3 separate regions of the Sus scrofa genome follow, and all the other regions are linked to region 1. The links are chromatin contacts, called in public Hi-C and HiChIP or PLAC-seq maps. All regions are on one chromosome and are shown on one strand. Each heading gives the region's core, a stretch centred on a gene start, on an enhancer-like site or on the middle of the called end of the contact. The rest is flanking DNA. Distances are from core to core; before and after follow the strand shown.

The links. A called contact is a pair of places that touch in the nucleus more often than the background predicts. HiChIP or PLAC-seq counts read pairs in DNA pulled down with a chosen protein or histone mark.
Region 2: a Hi-C map of skeletal muscle shows a contact between it and region 1, with 4 times the contacts expected there. The contact joins the promoter of PCDH1 here to the promoter of ARAP3 in region 1. A contact is called at or near these places in 2 of 5 promoter capture datasets (fetal liver and skeletal muscle), 8 of 47 Hi-C or Micro-C datasets (alveolar macrophages, blood, embryonic fibroblasts and 5 more) and 1 of 2 datasets of contacts at active chromatin or transcription factors (skeletal muscle).
Region 3: a contact with region 1 is called in an H3K27ac HiChIP or PLAC-seq map of skeletal muscle. The contact joins the promoter of KIAA0141 here to the promoter of ARAP3 in region 1. A contact is called at or near these places in 1 of 5 promoter capture datasets (fetal skeletal muscle), 6 of 47 Hi-C or Micro-C datasets (blood, embryonic fibroblasts, heart right ventricle and 2 more) and 2 of 2 datasets of contacts at active chromatin or transcription factors (alveolar macrophages and skeletal muscle).

Annotation. Positions count from the first base shown.
Region 1 is chr2:143,325,384-143,329,406 of Sscrofa11.1, forward strand. ARAP3 (arf-GAP with Rho-GAP domain, ANK repeat and PH domain-containing protein 3) reads right to left here and starts at 2,205. Exons shown (of 33, transcript XM_003124002.4): 1 at 2,121-2,205; 2 at 1-519. The coding sequence starts at 502.
Region 2 is chr2:143,499,647-143,503,391 of Sscrofa11.1, forward strand. PCDH1 (protocadherin-1) reads right to left here and starts at 1,558. Exons shown (of 6, transcript XM_021084940.1): 1 at 1,343-1,558. The coding sequence starts at 1,382.
Region 3 is chr2:143,526,089-143,529,601 of Sscrofa11.1, forward strand. KIAA0141 (death ligand signal enhancer) reads left to right here and starts at 1,777. Exons shown (of 12, transcript XM_021084941.1): 1 at 1,777-3,513.

The DNA.
Region 1 (4,023 bases), core at 955-3,454:
CGCCTCTCAGGTCCAGGCCAAAGTAGATGGCATTGGGCATCATCTCCACGGTGTTCAAGGCTGAAGACTGCTCAGCGGAGAACGCGGGGACAGAGGGGGACTTCGGGCTGGACTCTGCGCTCCCGGCTGCTTCTGGCCTCCAGAGGGCCGAAGTCAAGCCAGGCCTCTGGGTGGGGGTGGAGCCACTGAGCCCACCGAATACCGTCCTGGGCTTAGGCACAGGCTTGGCGGGCTGGGCTTGGGCGGCTGGGCTGGGTGATGGCTCCATGGCACTGTCCGGCCGGGGATCTGGGGAGCCCTCTGCAGCGCCTGCCTGCAGCAGGCGCAGAATGCGCTTCCGGTGCCCTGTGGCGCTGATGCCCAACTGCCTCAGCTCCTCGTGGCCCAGGCCCCGGGCTGCACCCGCTGTAGCCAGGCCTTGCCGCCGGAACGCGTCTGCATACTGCTCCAGGTGCACCGCGGCCAGCCACACAGCGATGTCCAGGTCCTGAGGGGCAGCCATGGGGGCTCAGGCCATTGCTGGGGGGAGGGGCAGGTGAAGGGAGGGCTCAGGCTGCGATTCCCCCTCCCTGCCCCAGAGTCTGAGGCCTGGACAGGGGGCACCAGACCCAGCCTGCCTTCAAAGAAAAAGCACCAGAGGGCTGTGATCTGGAGACAGAGCCAGCCCAGAACGTCAGAAAGGGCCTTCTCATCGGAGGCGAACCCCTTCAGTGGCAGATGAAGAAACTAAGGCACAGGGAGGGGAGAGGCCAGTGGGCGGTGGTGCTGAGCCCCCAGCCCCGCCACTCCGGGTCTGGGGCAGAGCCCTGCCTCCGCATTGCTCCCCTCAGCTAGGTACGCCTGGGACAAGACGCCGGGCTCTGCAGGGGCCAGGGTGAGAGAGGCCGTGGGCAGGAGGCGCCCATGAAGTGGCCGGATCCCGCTGTGGCATGAAGTGGGGACAGGGGCAGCTGTGGCACGAGAGGAGAGGGGGATGCAGGTCCCACTCCCGCTGGTTTCCAGAGCCCAGGCCCAGGCTCCGGCCATCGTCCTCAGGCCATCGTCCGAATCCCTGGGGCTCCCAGCTCCTCCTCCCCTTCCACCTATTGTCTCCGCTCAGACTTCCTTCCTGTCCCTCCAGCCAGGGCCGCCCCCACATCCTGCCTGCCTTGGTCAGGCTGCCCAGAGGGCCCTGAGCAGTACCAACATCTGGGCAGAGGCCACTTGGGGAGTGAGGATGGGGCGGAGAGCTGGGCCAGAGCGGGACCAGAGGGACGGGACGCCTGGGTCCCCCGGGGCCCCCACTGCGCACCCACCTGCCGCACGTTGTTCCCACACGTGTATGCGCACAGGCGCGCCCACCCTGTGGGGACCCAGCGGTGTGAAATGACATCCCTACCTCTGCTTCCTCCACGCCTCCTTTGTGGAGCTTTCCTTTGCCCCGCGTGTGCCTTGGGACCCGGGTCTCTGAGGCTCTGTCCCATTCGGCCAGCCTGACCCAGACCCTGGTCTATAGGGAGACCTACCTGGACTGGGTCTCCCTGGGTCTCCCCTCTACGCCCTGCCTGTCTCTGCCCAACTCCCTCTCTACCTCTGACCCATCTTTGTCCCTCTCCTCGTTCTCTGTCAATACGCCTCTTGCCTCAGTCTCCAATTGGAATCGATCTGCTCTCGGACCTGCGTCGCTGCCTCTGCCCCTACGGCTCTCTCCCTGTTTGTCTCCTGCGGGGTCCCGACTAGGGCTCCCTCTGGCCTCAGAGGCAGCTCTGGCCTCTCTGTAGCCGGAGCCCCCTCCCCAAGCTAGCGCTGTACCTCCGGCCCTGACTCAGAGCCCCGTTTCCCGGTGACTCAGGCGCGACCCGAGGGCACGGGACTGGGAACCAGGAGGTGCGCGGGGCAGGAATGCGGGGGGGCCAGGGGCCGGGGCTGCGGGGGCTGCGACGAGGGAGGGGGCAAGGAGGGAGGGGGCAGGGGCCGCAAGCGGAGGAGGGGCGGCGGGCGGCGGGCGGCGCGGGGGGGAAGGCCGGGGGGGGGCGGGGAGGGCAGGGCCGCCGGCGCGCGGGGGCCCGGGGAGCCCACGAGGGCCCTCGAGGAGGTGATGGGGAGGAGTCTGCGAGGCAGGGGCCCGCGGGGGTCCTCACCTCACTAGGCGCCCGCCGTCCGCTCCTCGGTGCCGCCGCGCCGTCCGAGGCTCCGGTCCCGCCGCGCCGGCCCCGCCTCCCCCCCCCGCCCTCCCCCGCCGGGCCCCGCCCCGTCCCGCTCGTCGGTTCCCTCCGCGGGGCCCCGGCCGCTCCTTGTGCAAGCGGCGGCCTCGAGCAGGTTTGGGCTCCTTACCCAACCGCGGCGCTTATCTCCCGGCTCGGCCAGCTCGGCCCCTTTAGGGGCCAAGAAAGGGGGGGACCGGAACAGGGCTGGAGGCCGTGACAGCTTTAGCCAGAGGGGCGAAGAGGCGGGGGTGGAACCAGAGCGGGAAGGAGAGCGCTTGCGGAGGACAGCTTTGCGTCCCCTCGGCTCTTCCCGCGGAGGGAGAAGGACAGAGCCCTAAGCCTCCAGGGCACCTGTCCTCCGCCCAGCAGGGTGGCAGGACGCTGGTTCTCAGTTATCGAGGGAAGGGGACCAGAAGCGGGAGTCCATCCGCACGTCGATGACAGCCCAGCACTGCCAGCTGGGCACCCTCAGGGCCCACCTCCCGGCCTGGAGGAGAGAGGCCGAGGCCCTGCAGAGGCTTCCTCACCTGCTTCTCCCTCCCCGAGAGCCTGGCCTGGCCTCCCCCACTCCCCCGCCCCAATGAGGGCCAGCAAAGCACCAGCCCTCCTCCCAGAGCAGGACTTGGGGCTGCACACGACCCAGCAGGCAGCCTTTCCATCCTGGGGCGAAGCCTCTTCTACCCCCCCCCCCCCCCCGCTGCAGTGTTTTCTTCAGGAGGGGACTGGGAGGGGACTGGGGTGCCTGCGGAGAACCGGCACTTCTCCCCCCTGCGAGCTTGCCTGGAGCCCCGCCTGGGAGCGCGTCCCCCAGGGCCTGAGGCACTTCCCCCTCCGAGCTGGGCTGGCCCTTAGCTGTGCGGTGTTGGGGGGGGTGGGGGGGCGCCTGCTGGCCGACCGTGCTTTCCTGTTTGTACCAGAGGAAGTTGGCTGTGAGTCAGCAGACACAGGAACTGTCAGTAGCTCGGGGGAGACCCCTGCTTCAGGGGAAGGCGAGGGGGATGTGGGGAAGTGGTCCCCACCTCCCCCAGCTGCTCCAGCTTGGAAAGGGACTGCCGTTTTCAGCCTCTTGGAGCCCTTGGGTCTGAGAAAGAGAATGATAATAATACTTAAAATGGCCATAGTAATGGCTACCGATTATTGAGAGCTATGTCCCAGGCCCTGTGCAAACATTGCTCTGCAAATTTTTTTCTTTTTTTTTTTCTTTTTGCTTTTTAGGGCCACACCCGCATGTGGAAGTTCTCACGCTAGGGGTAGAATCCGAGCCACAACTGCCAGCCTATGCCACAGCTCATAGCAACACCAGTTCCTCAACCCACTGAGCAAGGCCAGGGATCGAACCTGCGTCTTCATGGACGCTAGTCAGATTCATTTCCTCTTCGCCACAGTGGGAACTGCTGCTCTGCACATTTTAATTCTCACAATGACCCTTAAGATAGGGGATTTTATCACCTCCATTTTGCAGATAAGGAGACCCTGTTCTGGAGGTCTGTGTTCTGGATGGGTTAATGGAGGGCAAGGAGAATGCTCCCCATAGACCTCTAACTATAAGGAGTAGCAACTGACCGAGGGCCTCAGCTGCTTCCCTCCGAAGCCCGTCAGCTTCCCAGTGGGCTGCTTCCAGCCAGCGACCAAGCTCAGCAAGACCCTAAGCCCGGCCTTGTCCTGGGAGACAGGGGCTCTCCCGGCAGCTGACATTGACTGCAGAATTAGCCCACGGCCTTGCTGAATTTGCCTCGAACGCAAAAGTGGTCCAGGATGTTTCTTCCCTGACCGCCTTTCATCACCCCCCCGCCCCCCAAGTGGTCCAGGATGTTTCTTCCCTGACCGCCTTTCATCA
Region 2 (3,745 bases), core at 308-2,807, 170 kb after region 1:
CCCCTCTGCACAGGGACCTAGGGCCCGGGAGCGCCGGGCAGGCGGGATGGCGCGGCCTGCCAGGTCCAGCTCGTTCCGGGAACACCCGGCCGGCCGGCCGGCCCCGGAGTGGGGGTGGGGAGGCGCTCGCCCGGGAGCGAGGCCGGCCTGCCCCTAGGGTTCCCGCTGGCCGATATTTACACTAACACGGTCCGGATACCGGGAAAGGGGCGCCAGGGGCTTCCCGGGCGGCCCGGCGGCTTCCCCTGATGGAATCCGGCCTCTGAGAGCGAGGCAGAGAGCGTTGTGTGTTCGCGTGTGTACGCTGCAAGGTGTAATGTGACACTGTTGGTGGAAGGTGTTTGTGACACCCACTGTTAAGATGTGTGAAGCAGTGGATTCCGTGTTTGTGACCGTGAGGCGCTGTTTGGGGTGCCACTTGCTGTGTTAGGGTGTGTGCCGTCAAGGCGTGGGCTGAGACACTGGGTTCTGTGTTTATGGGTGCACCCAAGGGGTGCAAGCCAGACGTGTATTGTGTACTATGTTCCGGCCAGGGAGTGTAACATAATTTATGTTAGGGTGTGTTCCTTAAAGGAATATGTGTGTATGTGTGTGTGTGTGTGTGTGCGAGGCTGGGTTTTGAATGTTCAACTGGAGAACTGTGGCCGTGACATACATGAGATTGTGTTTGTGTGTCCATGTCGCCGAACATCACACCCGCTTGTGCTCTGTTGCTCTCTATGGCCACGGTTTGTGTGTCCGTGCAGCTGAGCGTGAAGACGCCCAGGCGGATTCTGAGCTAGTGACGGTGCCCCAGTGGGCGCCTGTGGGCGGGAGGTCTGCCTGTGTGCACATATGTATGTATGCGTGTGCCTATGTCCGTCGTCTGGCCCTCCGGGTGCCCCCGGGGAGCTGCAGGCGCCTGAGTGATCCGAACCGGTCGCCCAACAAGTGTGTGTGTGCATGGTGGGTGAGGGTCCTTGCTGGCTCCGTCCGCGGGGAGCCCCCCCCCCCCGAGGCTGCGCGCTTCCCCAAACCATCTCCATCCCCTGCGCTCCCCGAGCCCCCGGATCCCCGCGGCTCCAAGCGCGCCGGAGTGCAGGACGCCTAGCTGGGGTCCGGTCCAGCACCCCCTCTCCGCGCTCGGCTTCGGGCGGCGGACCTTAAAAGCCAGGGTGCCCCGGCCGCCACCCCCACTCCGAGCTCCCAGCCGCCCCCACCTCTGCCTCGGCGCGCCCAGCCCCGACTGGGCCCCGGTGGCCTCGCTCGGCTGAGCGCCCCTCCCTCGGCTCCCGCCGGCCATGGCCGCTCCCGGCCGGGAGCCACCACCGCCTCCACCGCCTCCACCGCCACCTATCCTTACCCGCCTCGGGGCAGCGCCGGCCGCGGGCCCTGCAGTCCATGAGCCGCCCCCGGCCCCGGCCCGGGCTGCGGCTCCCTCGGGCTGGCGCTGCGGTTCCGGCTCCGGCTCCGGCTGGCTCTGGGCGCAGCAGCCCCGGCGGCTCGGCGTCCGCGCCGCGCTCCCGCTCCCCGAGTGTGTGTGAGGCGGCGGCGGTGGCGGCGGCGGCGGCGGCGGCGGAGCCAGCAGCGAGCAGAGCGCACAGCCGGGCCCGCCCCCTCCCTCCCCCTCCCTCCCGGCCGGCCCGCCCGCCCGCCCGCCCGCCACTCGGCGTCCCCCCTCCGCCCGCCGGGAGGTGGAGCTCAGGACCGCTCTGGTCCTGCTGGGAGGGGACCCGAGCACCGCTCCCCAAAGCCAGGACCCCTTTTGCTAGCTCCCCGCCCCCCAAGGCGAGCAGACGCAGGCTGTCCCCCTCCCTGGCTGCTGCTCTTCCTCTCAGCGCCCCCCCCCCCCGCGCCCCCATCTGGGACCCCTCCCGAATTGCTTTTCTAAGCTGCCTCGAACACCTGTCCCCTACCCTGCCCGCGGGGAAGTCGAGGCTGGGGAAATGTCTCCCCCGGCGTCTTCTCTGGGCATCTGCTCCCCCAGATCCGCCTTCTTGCCGCCCAGACCCCCACGGCACCCCCGAGCGGCCCTCCCTCCCCACTGCGCTCCGGGGAAGGCCGCCCCTCCCCCTCTGGCCGAAGCCGCAGAGCGGTCAGCCTCGGTGGCCGCGCAAGCCGTGGGGGTGGGGCTTGGAGGGGACCGTGGGAGGGGCAAGGTAAGGGGACCCGGGGGCTCCCCGAGAATGAGGATGGGGAGATATACAAGTGTGGGGGTGAGGTGACGCGCCTGAGCTGGGGCCTTGAGAGGGTCCCCCAGGCACCTGCCCTCTGGGCGCCTTGGAGCTGTGGCCCCAACACATTTACCAGGGACACACGCACATGCACAGAGAGTCACGAGGGCCCCTACCCCACGAAGCCGTGCGGTGTCACGGCCCGTGTCACACGCCCTCGCAGTGCCACACGCTCCCTCCACACCGAGTCACACACGGTGTCACACGCAGTGTCTCACACACTCGGTGCTCAGTTTCTCCTGCTCAGCTCCGGCTCTCTGGCGCCATCTAGAGGTCGCCGAGCAGCCTGGGAACGCCTTTCCCTTCGCTCAGGGGTTGGTACCCCAGGCTGGCCAGTGCCCCAGTCCCATACCATCTCTAGCCTCTTGCCACTTGTAGGCCAACGCAGCGTTCTAGGTCAGAAGAGTGAGAAAGGCTGTCCCTGGCAAGGCCTGTGGCCGGGCGTGAAAAGCCCTATTATGGGATGCCTGGTTGCTGGGCCTTTCTGGGCCCTGGCCTCTGACTCCTCCCCCTGTCTGTCCCCATTTCCCATCTCTGCCACTCTTCTGTCCCTTGTCTATTTCCTCTGCTCCCTCCCCTCCGATACTTGACTTCTCAGTGGAACACTCTTCAAGGTTAAGGGTGGGCCCTCTGGCCAGCCAAGGGCTTCCTAAGATCTCTCCCCCCAGCGGGACTTCCTTTCTGGCCTGAGCCCTGCTCTAGTCCGCACTCCCAGCCCTCAGCCCTAAGGGCCCAGGTGGGGGGCTCTGGATGGGAGAGGGGGTGGGCTAGTGAAAGAAGGATCTGTCCTGTAAGTGGCTTCTTTCGTCCCCTGCAAAACTCATATGCTCCCCATCACTGCGCACAGCTCCAAGGGAGGAATCAGTGGCCCAGAGACAAGAAACCTTCCACAGAGGAGCTGCCCCAGCCTCCCTGCCCCCAGCGTGCGCCCGCTGCCCAGTGCAGCAAACCCTCCCTAGTCTGCTAGCTGAGAGCCGTTCAAAGGCTCCTCTGTTCTCCTCCCTTGCTCAGGGCTGAGCAAGATAGGCAGCCGCAGAGCTGGGCAGGAAATGCTAATCTCCCAGATGTTCTCCTCCGTCCTCCCGGCTCCACCACCATCAAACCCAAATCCTGCACCAAGTGGCAGGAGCAGAACTGGGCCAGGGCCCCACCAGGGTGTGTCCATTCTCCTCCCTGCTCCCACCCCCTCCTGCCCCTCCCCCGCTGCCAGGCCGGGCTCTGCTGGGGACCTGAGGGGGGGGGGAAAGGGGGGGGAACAGTGCAGATGTGGGGATCGGGGATGGGCTGCATTCCTCAAGAAGGAGGGCAGGTGAAGGGCAGAGACTGGGAGGCCACCTTTGAAGAAGAGAGAAGCCAGGCTCCTGGCTCCATACCAACCTGGGAGGAGGACCTGGCTGGCAAGTAGAGAGCTGGATGGCTTCTAAACTGATGGTGCCTGAGAGTCCAGCTGAGCCTGTGGCCGGGGATTGGACCCTGGGGGATGCTAGGCATGGGAGTGCTTGGGCGGCTTGTGGCCTAAGGCCCTCGCTATG
Region 3 (3,513 bases), core at 527-3,026, 200 kb after region 1:
CCCTAGTCTGGGAACCTCCATATGCTGTGGGTGTGGCCCTGAAAAGACCAAAAAAAAAAAAAAAAAGACAACCCCCCCAAGCTGTACAAAGTGTTTGCATTTTTTAATAATACACATTCCCACTAACAAAAAGCCAAAAGAACTGGTATCAGTGCTGAGGCAGTGACTCAGCCTTCTCAGTGATGAAGGTCAGGTCCCTGGTTAGAAGGGACAGGGTGCAAATGAGGGCATGACCCTCTCCAAACCATCCCCCCACAGCAGCCGATAGGCTTTCAGGATCCTTCTGGCCTGATCATGCCCCCTCATTCCTTCTGGTATGTTTCACGTCTTCAGGACAGGGTCCAGACACGGGGTGGCGCCATATAAGATTTTATGATCCTGCCCCATTAGCTCTCTAGAGTAAAGGGCTGCAATCCTATGTCACCCCCTCCACTGTCCCCTGCCCTAGCTATAGCCTTGCTGACCCTTTTTTTTTTTTTTTTTTTGGCCACATCCACAGTATATGGAAGTTCCCAGGCCAGGGATTGAATCCGAGCTTCCGCTGCAACCTACACTACAGCTCCGGCAACACTGGGTCCTTTAACCCATTGCACTGGGCTGGAAATCAAACTCATGCCTCCACAGAGACAATGCCAGATCTTTAAGCCCCTGTGCCATAGGGGGAACTCCCCATACTGATCTTAGATTTTGCTTTCTTTGCCTCCCTGGCTCTTTCACCAGCTGTTTCCCCTGCCCGAAGTGTATTTTCCCTTCCCAGGTCTCATCACTCAGGTTCATCAGTTAGCAGTCGCCGCTTCCAGGCAGTCTTCCTGACTTCCACATCTAGGTTATGAGCCTCCTCTGGGTGTTCCTATAGCACCCCATACTTTAAATCACACCCCCCCCAGTATTGGTGCCCTTGTGTCTTTCCCCACGACACTGAGTCTGAGATGACCCTGGGAATTGCTCTACCTGACAGAGTGCGGGAGAAGTGACATGCTGTGGGTTCCAGGCCTAGGCCTGAAGAAGCCTGGCCGTTTCCACTTTTGAACTTTTAAAAGCTCTGCGCCACTGTTTAAGAAGTCCACCTATCCAGCTGGAAGGGCCCTGGGACAACATGGAGAAAGAAAGAGGCCTGGTCAAGGTTTCATATGACTCCAGCTGCCACCTCATGACAAACCACAAGTGAGACCGGCACAGGTACCCAGCTGAGCCTGGTCAATTCACAGAATTGTGACGTCATAACAAAATGCTTGTTTTAAGCCACAAAATTTGGAATGTTTGGTACGCTTCGATATATAACTGAAGGATCATTCTGGATTTTAATTGTCCACTGAGGGTGGCTGCTCTGCTAGACAATCTTCTTCATGAAGGCAGGGACCACGTCCATGTTTTGTATCATGTAAAAAAAATTGCTCTATACTCAGGACATTCTCCAGCACCGAATAAGCTCTTATAGATGTGATGAATGCAAATTAAGAAGGTCTCAAAACGAAGGCAACAACAAATGTCTAGAAACACTCTCTAGTACACGATGGCGTCAACAAAAGGTGATTAACTGGGCGTCTGGGCACTAAGTTCCGATGTAAGTTAGCCAGCGTGCCTTTGTAGAGGGATTTAGTCCGATGGACGTTGGGCTGAAAGCCAGCAACACAGAGCAACCTTGGGAGCAGAAGAGAATGGCTAATGGTTCAGGCCTGGAAATTCAGGCCAAGTGAAAGGCAAGGCAACAAAGTTGTCATCTCTCTGGTGGCACTGAACAGGTCATCGAGGGTGCAGGGAGGACTCCAGCGGCCCTCGTGAAACGCCCTCACTCCAGTGCTCCGTTAGCGTTCAAAAGGCTTCGAGGGAAAAGAGACATCGGAATATGCCATCTTCCATTTAAGAATAGACATTGTCTTCAAAATTTTTCAACTCACTTTAAACACTGGCGGGCCCTCAGTATGCGTGGAATGAATACATTTCCACGCAAATCAATACATCCCACGACTGAGGTCGGGTGTCTTGTCCACAATAATCATCAGCACAAAGGCATCTGTCCAGCCGAGCCAACGGGTGTTGCCTGAACCTCTACGGTGGGGGCTGACGGTGTCCAGCCTCGTGCGGGATGCCAAGTGGGAAACCGCCATCCCTGCCCTCAGGGAGACCTGGGAGATGAGAGTCACCCAAATGAGATGATTAAGTAACAGGACATGTCATCACTGCCCAACTGTGTGCTAAGCAATCAGGTGCTACAGGAACAGGGCAAAGTGGAGAGCAAACAACTGGAGAGGCATTGCGGAGAAACTGGGTGTGGCCAAGCCTTGAGAAATGACATCGCCTGCAGACAGGCGACATGAGGGAGGGCGCAGAAGTGCTACCAAGAAGAGAGTCGAACCAGCATGTGTGTTATTGGATTCTGAGGCAGTCACACAAGGAGTGTGAGAGGTGGCTGCCCCAAATCCCCAAACAAGAGTATTTCTGAAGTTTCCCAGTATTCACACTTCCGGTCCTTTATTTATTCAGTTTCTTCTGCTGGCAGTTCACAACCCTAGTGACCTCTTGCTCATATTTAAAGGTTCAGCTCAAATGCGGGTGCTTTTATGAACGCTTCCGTGGTGTCCCTTCACCCAGTGCTCACGCTTCTCTTGGAACCTATCTATGCCCTTTGCCTACGCAGCTCCTTCACCACTGCAATTAATAGCAAATTACATTTATTAGGCTCTTACTGTGTGCCAGAAACCATGCTAAACATTTTAAATGTGTTCTTTAAGCCTCATAATTGCACGAGATGTTATTTCTCCTGTTTTATACATGAAGAACCTGAGGCTTTAAAAAGGTTAGGTGTCCCAAAATACCAAACGAGAAAGTAAGAAAGCTGGGCTTCAAACCATTTGTGGAACTCTGGAGGCCACTCTTAGGACACTGGACCACAAATGCTCTTTGCTCATCAGTCTTCTCAGGATTCCAGGATGGTGGCTGACATATGGCTCAAAATTGTTGGATCAAATCATTACACCTGTCATACATATGCCTGGGCCTAAACCTAGGTACCCCAGATAGACGTCCACCAACGTGGAAGTCACATACCCAGGAGAAAGTGTAAGCTTACTTTGAATTTGAGCTCCTTTATTTCATGGACTCAAGTGTGGTGAGAGGTCCCATTCTTTGCTCAACAAAAGGACACACAGATAACACCGGCTGGGTCTAAAGGTGAGAGCTCTGATTAACACGCGGGGGGGGGTGTGTGTGTGTGTGGAGGGGGCCAGTCTCCTCGTAGGTATTTTGAAAGCGGCCATTCAAGCTGTTCTTGTCCAACCAGGAAGGACCAGTGAGATCACTCCATCTGACCCTGTTATGGGACAGACTGAGGCCCAGACAGCAGAAGGGCTCAGCGGGGGCTCCGTGGTGAGCCGCAGCTGGAGCCCCCAAGTCCGAACCCCGCCCGCAGTTTTTCCTCGCCTATCCAGTCGGGCCTGGGGCTGCATCCCCAGGCCGACTGCCTCGGGCGGAAAGCTCGGACCACCGGCTTCCTCCGTCGGTCCCTGACGCTCC